4 separate regions of the Mus musculus genome follow, and all the other regions are linked to region 2. A link is a contact called in public HiChIP or PLAC-seq and promoter capture Hi-C data. All regions are on one chromosome and are shown on one strand. Each heading gives the region's core, a stretch centred on a gene start, on an enhancer-like site or on the middle of the called end of the contact. The rest is flanking DNA. Distances are from core to core; before and after follow the strand shown.

Region 1 (2,847 bases), core at 260-2,759, 740 kb after region 2:
ACAGCTCTCTTCTGATTCCTGGGGGTCAGAGCACTCCATGTAGGCAAGCTTTCCTCTTACAGGAAAGGTACACAGAGGTCTGAGTATCAGCTCTGCCTCCTGGCTGAGGATGAAGGTCCAAAGGAATCCTGTCTGAGAAGCTATGTTGCTTCTGCGGCCAATGTGCTCTCCTGTGTGGACCTGACTCCTTCCTCTATCTTTCTAAATGGCCATTCTTTCCTATCTTTCGAAACTATCTTCAAACATCTCAAAAAGAAAATCTTTATGGATGTGTAAATTATCATTTCTTTTTTTTTTCCATTTTTTATTAGGTATTTAGCTCATTTACATTTCCAATGCTATACCAAAAGTCCCCCATACCCACCCACCCCCTGATGGTTTGTGTTTTATTTCAGAATTATTAATGCTTAAAGAGTAATATAGAAAACAAACAAACAAAAACAGCTGAACATTCTGACCTCATAGAAGAGGATTCAGTGTTATTGGGGGAGGGGGTGCTAACTTATTCATTCCAGAAGTTGGCCAGACTGGTATACTGAGGATTGCCACTCTCAGTGTGAGTGACAATATGTGACTTAAGCTGTTGTAGTCTTTATTATACAAACTTAGGTTCCCTTCTGTTTTGGGCATTGATGTTGAGAATTGGAATTCAATCTTGGTTGATTTTTCTTTTGATTACTAGGTAGTGATTTCTGTGGCTGCCTGCAGCCACACTAACAGGGTTCCTAAGTGGGAGGCAGGAGCTGTATGGGAGAGAACATCGAGAGGAATAATGGAGGCCAAGACACATTTCTGTTCAAGACCCGCAAAGTTTACTAAGAGTCTGTGCTTATAAAGGGAGATTCCCATCCCCCACCAATCCATTCTTGGTGCCTGTTGCCAGCTTGTAGGCTGATCTGCCAGTTGCGGTCTTCGAAATTTCTCACGGGCCTCTCAGCAGGTAGCAGTGTCTTGGAGAAGAGCAGCAGCAGGTGACAGAACAATAGAGATATCTAAGTCGGAAGGCTCCACCCCAGGTGATCTCATACACAGTTTCAGTGAGGTCTGAATCACCCTGCTTCAAGGCTGGGGGAGGCTACAATTCCTTCCTAAATATATAATAAAAATTAGCTGGACTGGGGCATAAAACTTATTTGGGAATTATGGTGGCTGGTGGCTGTGCCTGGCTTGGGGACTCAGATTTTCCACTAATTATTCTTATCCATCAAGGAGAACATATGCAGCTTGTTTGTGTTTATTTTGCACAAACATGGCTCCATGGTGTATTATTAATAAACCACAGCCTGTTGGCATATACCTCTGTCTTAGATTGATTCAGTTCAGAAATCTGGTTGCCTGTCGTTGGCTAACCAGCTTTATAGCACACCTTATTCCAATCAGACCAAAGCCACAATATATATATTCAATATGTTTCTTCATATTGATGAATTTCTGCCACCTGCGCTCGCTGGAGGCAAGGCTGCTGCATGCTTGCTGGAGACAGGCTGTATGGCTTTGACTGACCTGCTTGAAAAACAAAGTCAAGACAGTTGAAAAGCAACAGGATAAAAGCTTCTTTGGGGAAGTCTAGGTACTCTATTCAGTTGCAAATTAGCAACAATCAAGCTCAATCTCTGGCCTCAAGGTGTGGGGGAATTGACTTTGAGAATCAACAGAAAGGCTGTTTCTCATGTAAATAGGTTAAGCTCTAAGTTAACTCTGCTAGCTAATAAAGATTTTTAGCTATCTTCCATAGGAATCTCCAATATTGGAATTATTACTAGACCAGTCCAAGATTGAGTTAGAATAACTGGTCACATTGACCATTGAAGGAAGAGAAGAATCATTATAACTCCTTTTTATGACTAATCTTTCTAAAGTCAGATTCCATGGTCTCTAATGTTTTCTGTCCCATAAATTTAAAAAGCTTGAAGCAAGGCTGCTTAGCTTGTCCAATCTGGGACAAAGGCAAGCAAAGGTGGGTCAAAAAATATATGCCCAAATCAGCTTTCTTGTCACCACAGTCTGGGCACTCAGTGAACTCACAGGTCAGCCTGTCACAAGAATCATTCTGGCAGTTGTCATGCTTCTGCAACATTCTGTGGAGAAAACCTAAGCTTTCTCTCTTCCCCATATAGGGTAGCTGTTCAGGATCAAGACATATGCCAATAAGTAGATCCTTTTCATCTCACCTAGACATGATTATGTCTAATTTTAAGATACTATAAGGCATTTATTAAGTTCTTTGACATCCAAAATTTTAAATTTTAAAATTTTAAAAATAAAAATGTGATTTAAATAATGTACACGGGGATATAACTCCTCCCCTTCTTTGTTTTTTAAGAAGATATAGTTTTTAAAGTTCCACAATACCTTGTCTTTGAGAATTATAAAATGTCTCAGTAGCATGGGTAACATTAAAGTGTTGAAAAAACATCTTAAATACTTGACAGTTATAGTCGATTCCATTATCTGTTGTAATCTAATTTGGAACACCAAGTACATAAAAAAAAAATTAACATAGGCAATGGCTAACTATACATGTAGTTGTTTCTTTTGTAAAGCAGTTGTAACTCGAAAGCTTGAAAAGGTATTAATCGTCACATGTGTATAATTTATTTATTAATCAGAAATAAGAGTTTCCATTTGCAGCAATTGATTAAGTATAAGTCCTTAAGAACTAACACCATAATGTGGAAACAGTTAGAAACTGAGGACACTAAGAACAAATTTTTACAATTTGATATGCACATTCTCTAAAAATACCAAAATATTATCCTAAGTTATTACTGTTTTTATGATAAAGAATGAGATTATATGGCCAATTATTGTGTAAGGTCTATAATCCACCTGGGATAGAAATCTAGC
Region 2 (2,700 bases), core at 135-2,634:
GTCACGCCTTGACCTGCGAGCTCTATTTCCTTGCGTCCACTCTCTGCCTCTCTCTGCCTCCCCTTTGCAGGTGCTCTGCTTCAGCCCTCAATCTGCTGTCCAGGCCCAACTCAGGTCTACTACTTTCCACAAAGCAGGCATGTTCTCTAGTTTCCCCTGCCTCGGCTCTGGAATGAGTGCTGGTCATGGGCCTCTGCAGAGACCAGCCTGGAGGAGTCTTCTCAGCTCCCTGTGAGTCCTGCCCCACAGGCAGGTGACCAAACCACTGAGGGCTTCACTTCCTGCCACCCTCCCGTAAGCCTGGGATGCCAACCTCTTCAGATAGTTGGCTTCTCTTCATCTTGAAGGTTAGCGACGGACACATAATACAACAACAGTCTGTGTCCAAATGAAAAATCAGAGGAGTGAGGTGGGGGTTGGGGGTGGGGGTAGAACTTGGAGCTGAGCATATCTAGGGTTTATGAACCAGTATGTAGGAAAACCTTGGGACACGTGCCTGTCTGAAAAGTTTAGGAAAGCTAGATATTATATATCCAGAATATGTTACAAATATACCTGGTTTATTTGAGTTGGAGGAAGCTTCTGACACATCCTCTTCCCTAACATGGGTGGTGGGCACTTTCTGTTTGTGCTGGGGTGGTGGTAGGTCACTGCATAAGAGAGGGCATGTGGGTACTCTGTTTAACGGGTCAAGGGCTTTGAACTTGCTGTCATTTGAGCTTTCATTTTTGGCAGCATGCCCTCTCAGTACCACGTTGTTGGGAGTATAAAATAACATGTAGATCAAGTATCACAAACTACGCAATAGCTTATACCTACTCCTTGCACATTTCTGTGGCTTAACGGCAATTCGGCTGAATTCAGATCACTCGGGAAGGCAAGCCACAGTAGGAAGGTGCAAAAAGAGAAACAGGCTAAGAGTTCAGGGGCGATGGAACGAGAGGAATAGTAAGATGCACAGGAAGAAAACATTAATTTCCCCAGAACTCACCCAACAGGGTTCCAATAACTCGGGCAGCTCCCTCGTTGCGGCGTTCGTAGCTGTCCACGATCGAGGCCAAAATGACGGGGTGTAGCCTGACCACGCGGCCGCCCGGGAAAGGCCCCGGGAGGGCGGGCCCGGGCTGCGAAGGCGCCGGCGTCTGCGCTGGGGCTGGCGCGGAGGCTGGGGTCTGGCCCGGGGCTGCAGGCGCAGCTACAGCAGGATCAGACGAGACGGGCGCCGGGGACGCAGCGGGAGTCGCAGCCGGTGTCGGAGCTGGCGTGGATGGGGTCGGGGCTGAAGCCGGGGCTGCGGTGACGACCGGCGCCGGGGCTGCGGCTGCAGTGGCAGGAGGGACATTAGCCGGTACGGCCGGAGAAGCCATCTTGCCGAGAAAGAGAGAGAGCCTAGAACAGAAGAGCGTGAGTTGGAGGAATTAGAAATTTGATTGGCTAAATTTATACCACGTGAATCATATCTTGATGACTATTGGACATGAAATTTCCGGCTAGTTGTAAGTTTTAGTGCGCGGTGTGCGCTTTAATTTCTGTCCGATGCGCACTCAGTGTGTAGGAGTCCAGAGTAGTTCCTAGTAACTTTAGGACTTCCTGGGGTGGGAATGGGGAGGAAGCAACTAGCAATCTACACAGTTGCCACCAGGTGGCGGCACAGAGTAGTGTAAAGGTCGCAATTGTTTAAGACTTAAATGGATATTAAATATCAGTCTTACAGGGGATTCACTGTTACATCCATTTAACTTATTAATCAATGAATTAAAATTTGGACTCAGGATCTACTTTGCATTCCACGCCTAGCCATATAGGTTAGGTTGGCCTGGAACTTACCTCAACTTTCCTGCCTCTGCTTCCCGAATGCTAGGACTATAGGCAGGAATCATCATGCCTGACCAATAGTGCTTTATTTGTGATGGCTTCATAAGGCATCATTAGGGAGGCATATTCATTCAACAATTTAAATGCTTAATATGCACCAGACTCTCTCTTATATGCTAGGGTATATAAGTGAACTAAATAGCAAAGGGTTGCATTCTCTTTGGGGGAGAGAAAAGGACTAAATCCTACATTAGGTTAGAAAGTGCTTCGATACACAGTAAATTATTATTACTATTTGACTGTGCTATGAGAAAGAAATGATCAGTGGAGGTTATGAGAGCATGAAAGATTATGAAGGGTTAGAGTAGGATACAATGAGGGTATCAAGTTGGAGTGGAAACTTGAAGAATTCAGGCAGCCAACTATTATTTGGGGTTTTGTAGGGAGAGCTCTTCTGGTGGAGTGAACAGTTCATGTAGAGGGCTTAAGGTGAATGAGAGCAAGACTAGTACATTTAAAGAAAGAATTTGGTGGTTAAATGGCATTATCAAAAGAAAGGATAGATCTCTAAGCAGGGCCAGGAGCTAATTATGAAGACTCCTATGCTGGTACTGGAGAGATGGCTCAGCGGTTAGGAACACAACTAGAGTTGTGAGTAGCTGTAAGCCACCAACCAACCCCTTCCCCTTGCTAGAACCTCAACGCAGATTCTCTGCAATAACCTCTTCCAAAGGTCCTAAGTTCAATTCCCAGCAACTACACAGTGGCTTACAATCATTTGTAATAGGATCTGATGCCTCCTTCTGGTGTGTCTGAAGATAGGGACAGTGTGTGTGTGTGTGTAATAGATAAATAAATATTTTCATTTTTTATTTTTATTTTTTG
Region 3 (2,700 bases), core at 200-2,699, 820 kb before region 2:
AGACCAGACTGGCCTTGTCTCAGAGATCTGCCTGCCTCTGGGATCAAAGGCATCCAACGAGCATTGGCTCTGAAAAGAATTTTGAAGGAGGGTTCCTATGCTTTATCTGAAGGACATGTCAGACATACAGCTCTAAACTGATCCAAACTGGCTACTAAGTCAGCTTTTAGCAATCAGATCTAAATACCTCACCAACAAATTTTATCCTGACAGCCCTGCGATTAGTAGGACACCCCTTAGAAGGACAATTATCCCCACTGTGACAGGATGATCTACAATACCTCACCAACAAATTTTATCCTGACAGCCCTGCGATTAGTAGGACACCCCTTAGAAGGACAATTATTCCCACTGTGACAGGATTGTCACAAGAACTGGTGCGAAAGCATCTAGTCCTTTGGGCTAGTTGCCATTTAGGACTAAAAAAGGGCTAAATACATTTAATGCAATAGCACTTTGTGTTAGATTCTAGTCTAGTATCGACAAGAATCACATAGCAGAAAAACGCTGCGAAATTTCTACCTGTAAATTAAGAAAGACATTTCCACCAACCAGGAAAGGACCACTTGAAGGGGCGGGGTGGGGGTGTCTTATAAGTAAAAATTGAAAATCATAAAACTTAATCCCCTTTTATTGAAAGGAAGTGATTTTCCCTTATGACATTCAGCAAATCCCTAAGGGCTGTGATGAGCACGCTGCATCCCTTTCTCTACCCCCAGAGTCTCTACTAAGTGGAAAAAATATTTTAATGAGCAGCTCTATGTTCTCTCCAGGGTGCTCCTGAAGTATCTACAGAAAAAGACACCCCATGGAGTAGGGTCTGCGCTCCCAGAACTGACTGAGAGGTCAACTGTTTTAAATAGGCACTGCCTCACAGGAGCTTGGCTCCTGGATTCTCCACCTCCAGGAGTCCTGGGCGGGGGATGCTCCAGGGGCGTCCGCATCTTGCAAAGCCTGACTTGAGCCAGCCCAGATTCGCCGCCGTGGCCCACTTCCCAGTCCTAGACTGGACCAAGGCTGTCAGCCCCTAGTGGAAGCCACACCCGCGTGGACAGCTCACAGTTACTGTTGGGAGCCGGGCAGGAGTCTGTGTCCTGGAGGCGCACGGACCGCAGGTTCGTACTGAAGCCCCGGTGCGGAGCCTCGAGCCTCCATCGCCGGGTGGGCTTCCGATCTAAGGACGCTCGGGCTCTTCTGGTCAGGTCTCCTGAACAGCACCCTCTCGGCCTTCGCAGTTCCCGGGGATGGGGTTCACCCGGCCTGCGGGACTAGATCCGCATGGCCTGCTCCCTTGGGGTGCAGGATTCGCCAGCTCTGGCCGGGGAAGACCCCCAGCCTTTAGTGCACCCCCGGGGCCGCGACCGTGGCGGGCCTTGTGCACCCGGAACCGTTTCCGGGGCGGAGGCTTTCTCGCAGCTGACCCGGCGCGGACGGTGACGCGCAGGCCCAGGCGGAAGTGCGGGCGGAGGATCCCGAGCCGGATCCCGAGCCGGGCGCGGGGCTCGGGGCTCGCAGGAGCGGCTGGCTCCCGCGATGGCGAGCCTATGGTGCGGAAACCTGCTGCGGCTGGGCTCGGGGCTCAGCATGTCCTGCCTGGCGCTGTCGGTGCTGCTGCTCGCGCAGCTGACAGGCGCCGCCAAGGTGAGTCCCGCCCCGCCCGGCTCCTGACAGGAGCTCCGCCCCTGCCTCTGGCCTGGCAGAAACTGGGGCTGACCACTTGCTCCCCACTCTCCGGTCTCCCAATCCGACAGCCAAATCCCCCCGACCCCGCTTCACAGCCCGGGCTGGCCCTCTCTAGAGCATCCTAAGCCTTAGCCCCAAACAGTGCCAGAGCGGGGTCTATAACCCTCTGCCTCTTGACATTTCCCTTCCCAGCCCCGACGGGACACACCCGGAACTTTCCAGCCCTGGGAGCTTTGAACTTTCCACCCTTAAACTTGGGCAGCTCTCAGCCCCCAATCCAAACGGTGGGAAACCCTCATCTCCCTGAAATCTTCTCTAGTAGGGACTAGCTCCCCTCACCCTCATCTCCCCGAAGTCTTCCCTACTAGGGACTAGCTCCTCTCAACTCATTGATAAGCAGATTCCCTTGCCATGGTGGGGGCTCGAATCTCATGGCAACTACCCGTTCCCAGAAGGACCTGTAGGGCCACCCCACTAGCCTGATACTCTCACCAAGATCCCCTCCAGGAAAACACACACACACACACACACACACACACACACCCCTCTTCTGATAATTTACTAGCCTAGGAGAGAGGTGACAGGAAGTTGTGTCCTATTCCTCACTGTGTTTCTAAACCTTTTGGTCCCCATATATTTTCTGGTGACCCAGAGCTGTTCTGGCCCAAGAAAACATGTGCTTTCCTCCCAGTGGGCTAACTAATTTTGGGGCAAAATAGAAAGACTCCACGGTGTAGTGGGAAATAGTGACACTGCATTTTTAAAAAGTTTTATAATATTTTTAAATGTTATAAAGGGCTGGGAAAGATAGGTCACAGGTAGGCAGGTGTTTTTGAGCAATTTGGTTTTTTTTTTTTTTTCAGTCTTTCTGGTGTCATCAGAAATAGGGACAGCAAAAAGTTTCCCAACTTTTGAAATACTTCTAGTATGGACTCTCTGTATGGATGTCAAACATTACCATTTTATGTAGTGTATCATGATATAAACATCCGTCTCCCCTTGATAGGATTTGTCCCA
Region 4 (2,700 bases), core at 24-2,523, 630 kb after region 2:
CCTGATGGTGGGTTTAACAATAGACTAGCATTGCATTAGAACATTCACCTGCCTCCAGTGTTTAGCTGATATTTTTAATTAAGTGGTAAACATGGCCTGGTCCCGCCATCTTTTTATGTATGCATTCTTTTTGTTTTGTGTCACTGTAACTTGGCGGATGTGTTCGCCTAGATTTCTTGTTTTTCTTCTGTATTAAAAGTCTGGTGTTCGTTTGAAAAAATACATTCAGATACAACACACTCTCTCAAGTTGTGTCTGTTTGTCACCTCATTCTCGCTGACTCCATATCCACTTGCCAGAACCCCTGATTCCCACAGATTGATGAGAGCCCAACTAGGCCTGGTCCGTGGCATAGTAGGCAGCAGTAATTGCAGATGGCCCAAGCATGCTGATGTGTGGACTTCCTTATACACACACACACACACACACACACACACACACACACACCACACACACACACACACACACACCACACACACTCACACACACACACATAACACACACATCACACACCACACACACCACACACACACTCACACACACACACCACACACACACATAACAAACACACACACACCATACATACATACATACACACCACACACACTCACACACACAAGTATCCTAAGTCCTGCTTCACTCAATCTGAGTAAGAGATGACAGGATTAAAGACACTTCAAAAATTGGGACACTTTGAGTTAGTAATAATTAAAACTAATATATAAAAATAGATATTTAAATTTTTTACTTCATTTACATGCCATTATATTGGCTTTAAATTGAGATTTTAAGTTTTCACTTTCATTTTTTTAAAAATTTCAATGAATGAGCTTTGAAAGATTTTTTACAGAGAACATATTCTGTGAACAAATAAATTGCTACGCACACTCCAGTGAAGTCTGCTTGGAAGCACTCATGAGGCAGGGAGTTTCAAGGAAACTCAACCTCCTGGAACCAGGCATTCTCATAACCTGTATACTTCATACCCTATCCCTGCGTTAGTCTGGTGTATGGATGGATCCACATGCTCTCTTTCAGTATTGTTTTATTATAAGTGCCTTTAAAAATTGAATTCTGACATAGGCAAACCTCCAGCAGTGTTCCAAAGTCCTAGGAAATCCTTGAAGCCAGCGAACTTGAAATTCAGTAGAAATTCAGTGAGGTTGCCTATTCAGTAACATTCAATTTTACTTCTAGTAGAGACAGTGAAACTAATTAGGCATTACAAAGAATGGAGCTAGAATAGCTCAGGGCCAGCCTGCATAGTGATTACTTAGGACATTAGCCAGTCTCACCCAAACAAGGGAATACACAATGGCCTAGCTAATAGGTGGGTTTACCATGAGAGAGTTAGGGAATCCCCCTGAGACAGGGATCTTCTCTACAGCCAGGTATAGCAGGCTACATGGCATATTAGAAACAAGTTGGTGAATTCTTCTGACAAATGGAGATTCTCCACAGATACTTAAAAGAACAGCCAAGTTACACTCATGCAAGAACTTATCAAGGCCTAGGAAATAGGGGGTTTGTGGTGTTACATTATTCATGAGAAGGTCTGCTAGAGAAGAACCTCCTGGTGCAAGCTTTCACAAGGCTCAAAGGAGTAGCACAAATTGTGACTAGGGTGTGAAATCCTTATCTGTCAGCTGACCTGAGGCAGGGCTGTTTTATCTTTACTGTAAATATTACCTGGTTCCTGTAAGTCCTTTTGAAGTCATTCCTTTGTTTTGTGTCAGATAATTTCAATGTGCTTTGCCTGCTGTGACATCCTACCTCCTTGTTTTCTGTATTATATAAGACTGGTGTTCACTTTGTGACAATACCCTCAGATTCTACACAATCTCTCGTGTAGTGTCACTTCTGTTTGTCATTTACCAACTCCTTGTCCACCTGCAACTAGAGACCCATTCTTCGCAGACAGGGACCAAAAAGGGTCTGCGGCAATTAATAAAACATTAAAATATGGGTATTTCAAAGGACAAATAATCCTTTCTGATGTGAAAGGTCCCATTGATTGCATTGCCCTTTCCTTTGCCTTGTTGTACAAGGTACACTGTGGGATGGAACTAATACGTCAAGTATTGACAACCCGTGTCTGAGTCTTAGAGAAGGTCAGGGCTGGGAAATGTGCCCTAACTGCATTTCTTGGTTGGGCTGAGGACTGACTGTCACTTTGGCAAGCACACTGTATTCTGTCTCCTTTGCTGTTCTCTCTTCAGCAGCAATGGTGCATGCTTTCAATAGTCCAGGACACTCCAGGTAGAAATACTAAAGGTATTACTGTATGGGAAAGTTTATGTAGCTCTTTCAATATCTGAACTGCTATACAATGACATCTGTAATTTTGTTATTTTTAAATACCATACAAATAAATATATTTTGATATGTAAGTATGCATTAGGTTATGCTATTATTTATATCTATCTTAAAATTTAAATTGTAAGTGTGTCATGGAAATAATTTAAAGGTACTCTATACTCACATTGCCTGTGTTAATGCTTTTTAAGGTTTGTATTATATCAGATGAATATTTTTGGTTTGGCATAAGCTACTGTTGTAATTTTCTTGATTTTTTTGTTCATAAAGAATTTTCTGAAGAAATGGTAACCTCTCAAGAATTGTGAATACATATTTTAACTTTGAAACATATATATTTATTATCTATAGATGAGAAACAAGTTATAGATAATCAAAAAGAAA

What was found. Promoter capture Hi-C pulls out the DNA fragments that hold promoters and counts their contacts. HiChIP or PLAC-seq counts read pairs in DNA pulled down with a chosen protein or histone mark. Capture Hi-C pulls out chosen DNA fragments and counts their contacts.
Region 1: an H3K27ac HiChIP or PLAC-seq map of embryonic stem cells shows a contact between it and region 2, with 6 times the contacts expected there. The contact joins the enhancer-like site here to the promoter of Eif3f in region 2. A contact is called at or near these places in 4 of 39 promoter capture datasets (cranial neural crest, embryonic stem cells and stem cell-derived epiblast-like cells), 1 of 484 Hi-C or Micro-C datasets (embryonic stem cells), 5 of 115 datasets of contacts at active chromatin or transcription factors (acute myeloid leukemia, embryonic stem cells and stem cell-derived neural progenitor cells) and 1 of 9 other capture datasets (embryonic stem cells).
Region 3: a contact with region 2 is called in a promoter capture Hi-C map of adipose tissue, with 2.4 times the contacts expected there. The contact joins the promoter of Tmem9b here to the promoter of Eif3f in region 2. A contact is called at or near these places in 2 of 39 promoter capture datasets (liver and pre-B cells), 1 of 484 Hi-C or Micro-C datasets (erythroblasts), 1 of 115 datasets of contacts at active chromatin or transcription factors (thymic regulatory T cells) and 1 of 9 other capture datasets (adipose tissue).
Region 4: a promoter capture Hi-C map of stem cell-derived epiblast-like cells shows a contact between it and region 2, with 2.3 times the contacts expected there. The contact joins the enhancer-like site here to the promoter of Eif3f in region 2. A contact is called at or near these places in 2 of 39 promoter capture datasets (embryonic stem cells and stem cell-derived epiblast-like cells), 2 of 115 datasets of contacts at active chromatin or transcription factors (embryonic stem cells and large pre-B cells) and 1 of 9 other capture datasets (embryonic stem cells).

What each region holds. Positions count from the first base shown.
Region 1 is chr7:108,195,218-108,198,064 of GRCm38.p6, reverse strand. No RefSeq gene overlaps it. Among named protein-coding and RNA genes, the nearest start is that of Gm39066, 12 kb to the right of the region's middle. Within about 2 kb of position 1,509, at least 7 of the 459 cell types and tissues checked have an H3K27ac peak or open chromatin away from gene starts, as enhancers often do. A contact at or near this core is called in embryonic stem cells and stem cell-derived epiblast-like cells, where this site is marked.
Region 2 is chr7:108,933,099-108,935,798 of GRCm38.p6, reverse strand. It overlaps Eif3f (eukaryotic translation initiation factor 3, subunit F), which reads right to left and starts at 1,384. Exons shown (of 8, transcript NM_025344.2): 1 at 992-1,384. The coding sequence starts at 1,367.
Region 3 is chr7:109,751,012-109,753,711 of GRCm38.p6, reverse strand. Tmem9b (TMEM9 domain family, member B) reads left to right here and starts at 1,449. Exons shown (of 5, transcript NM_020050.1): 1 at 1,449-1,641. The coding sequence starts at 1,534. It also overlaps the pseudogene 4930431P19Rik.
Region 4 is chr7:108,304,199-108,306,898 of GRCm38.p6, reverse strand. No RefSeq gene overlaps it. Among named protein-coding and RNA genes, the nearest start is that of Olfr491, 11 kb to the left of the region's middle. Within about 2 kb of position 1,273, at least 6 of the 459 cell types and tissues checked have an H3K27ac peak or open chromatin away from gene starts, as enhancers often do. A contact at or near this core is called in stem cell-derived epiblast-like cells, where this site is marked.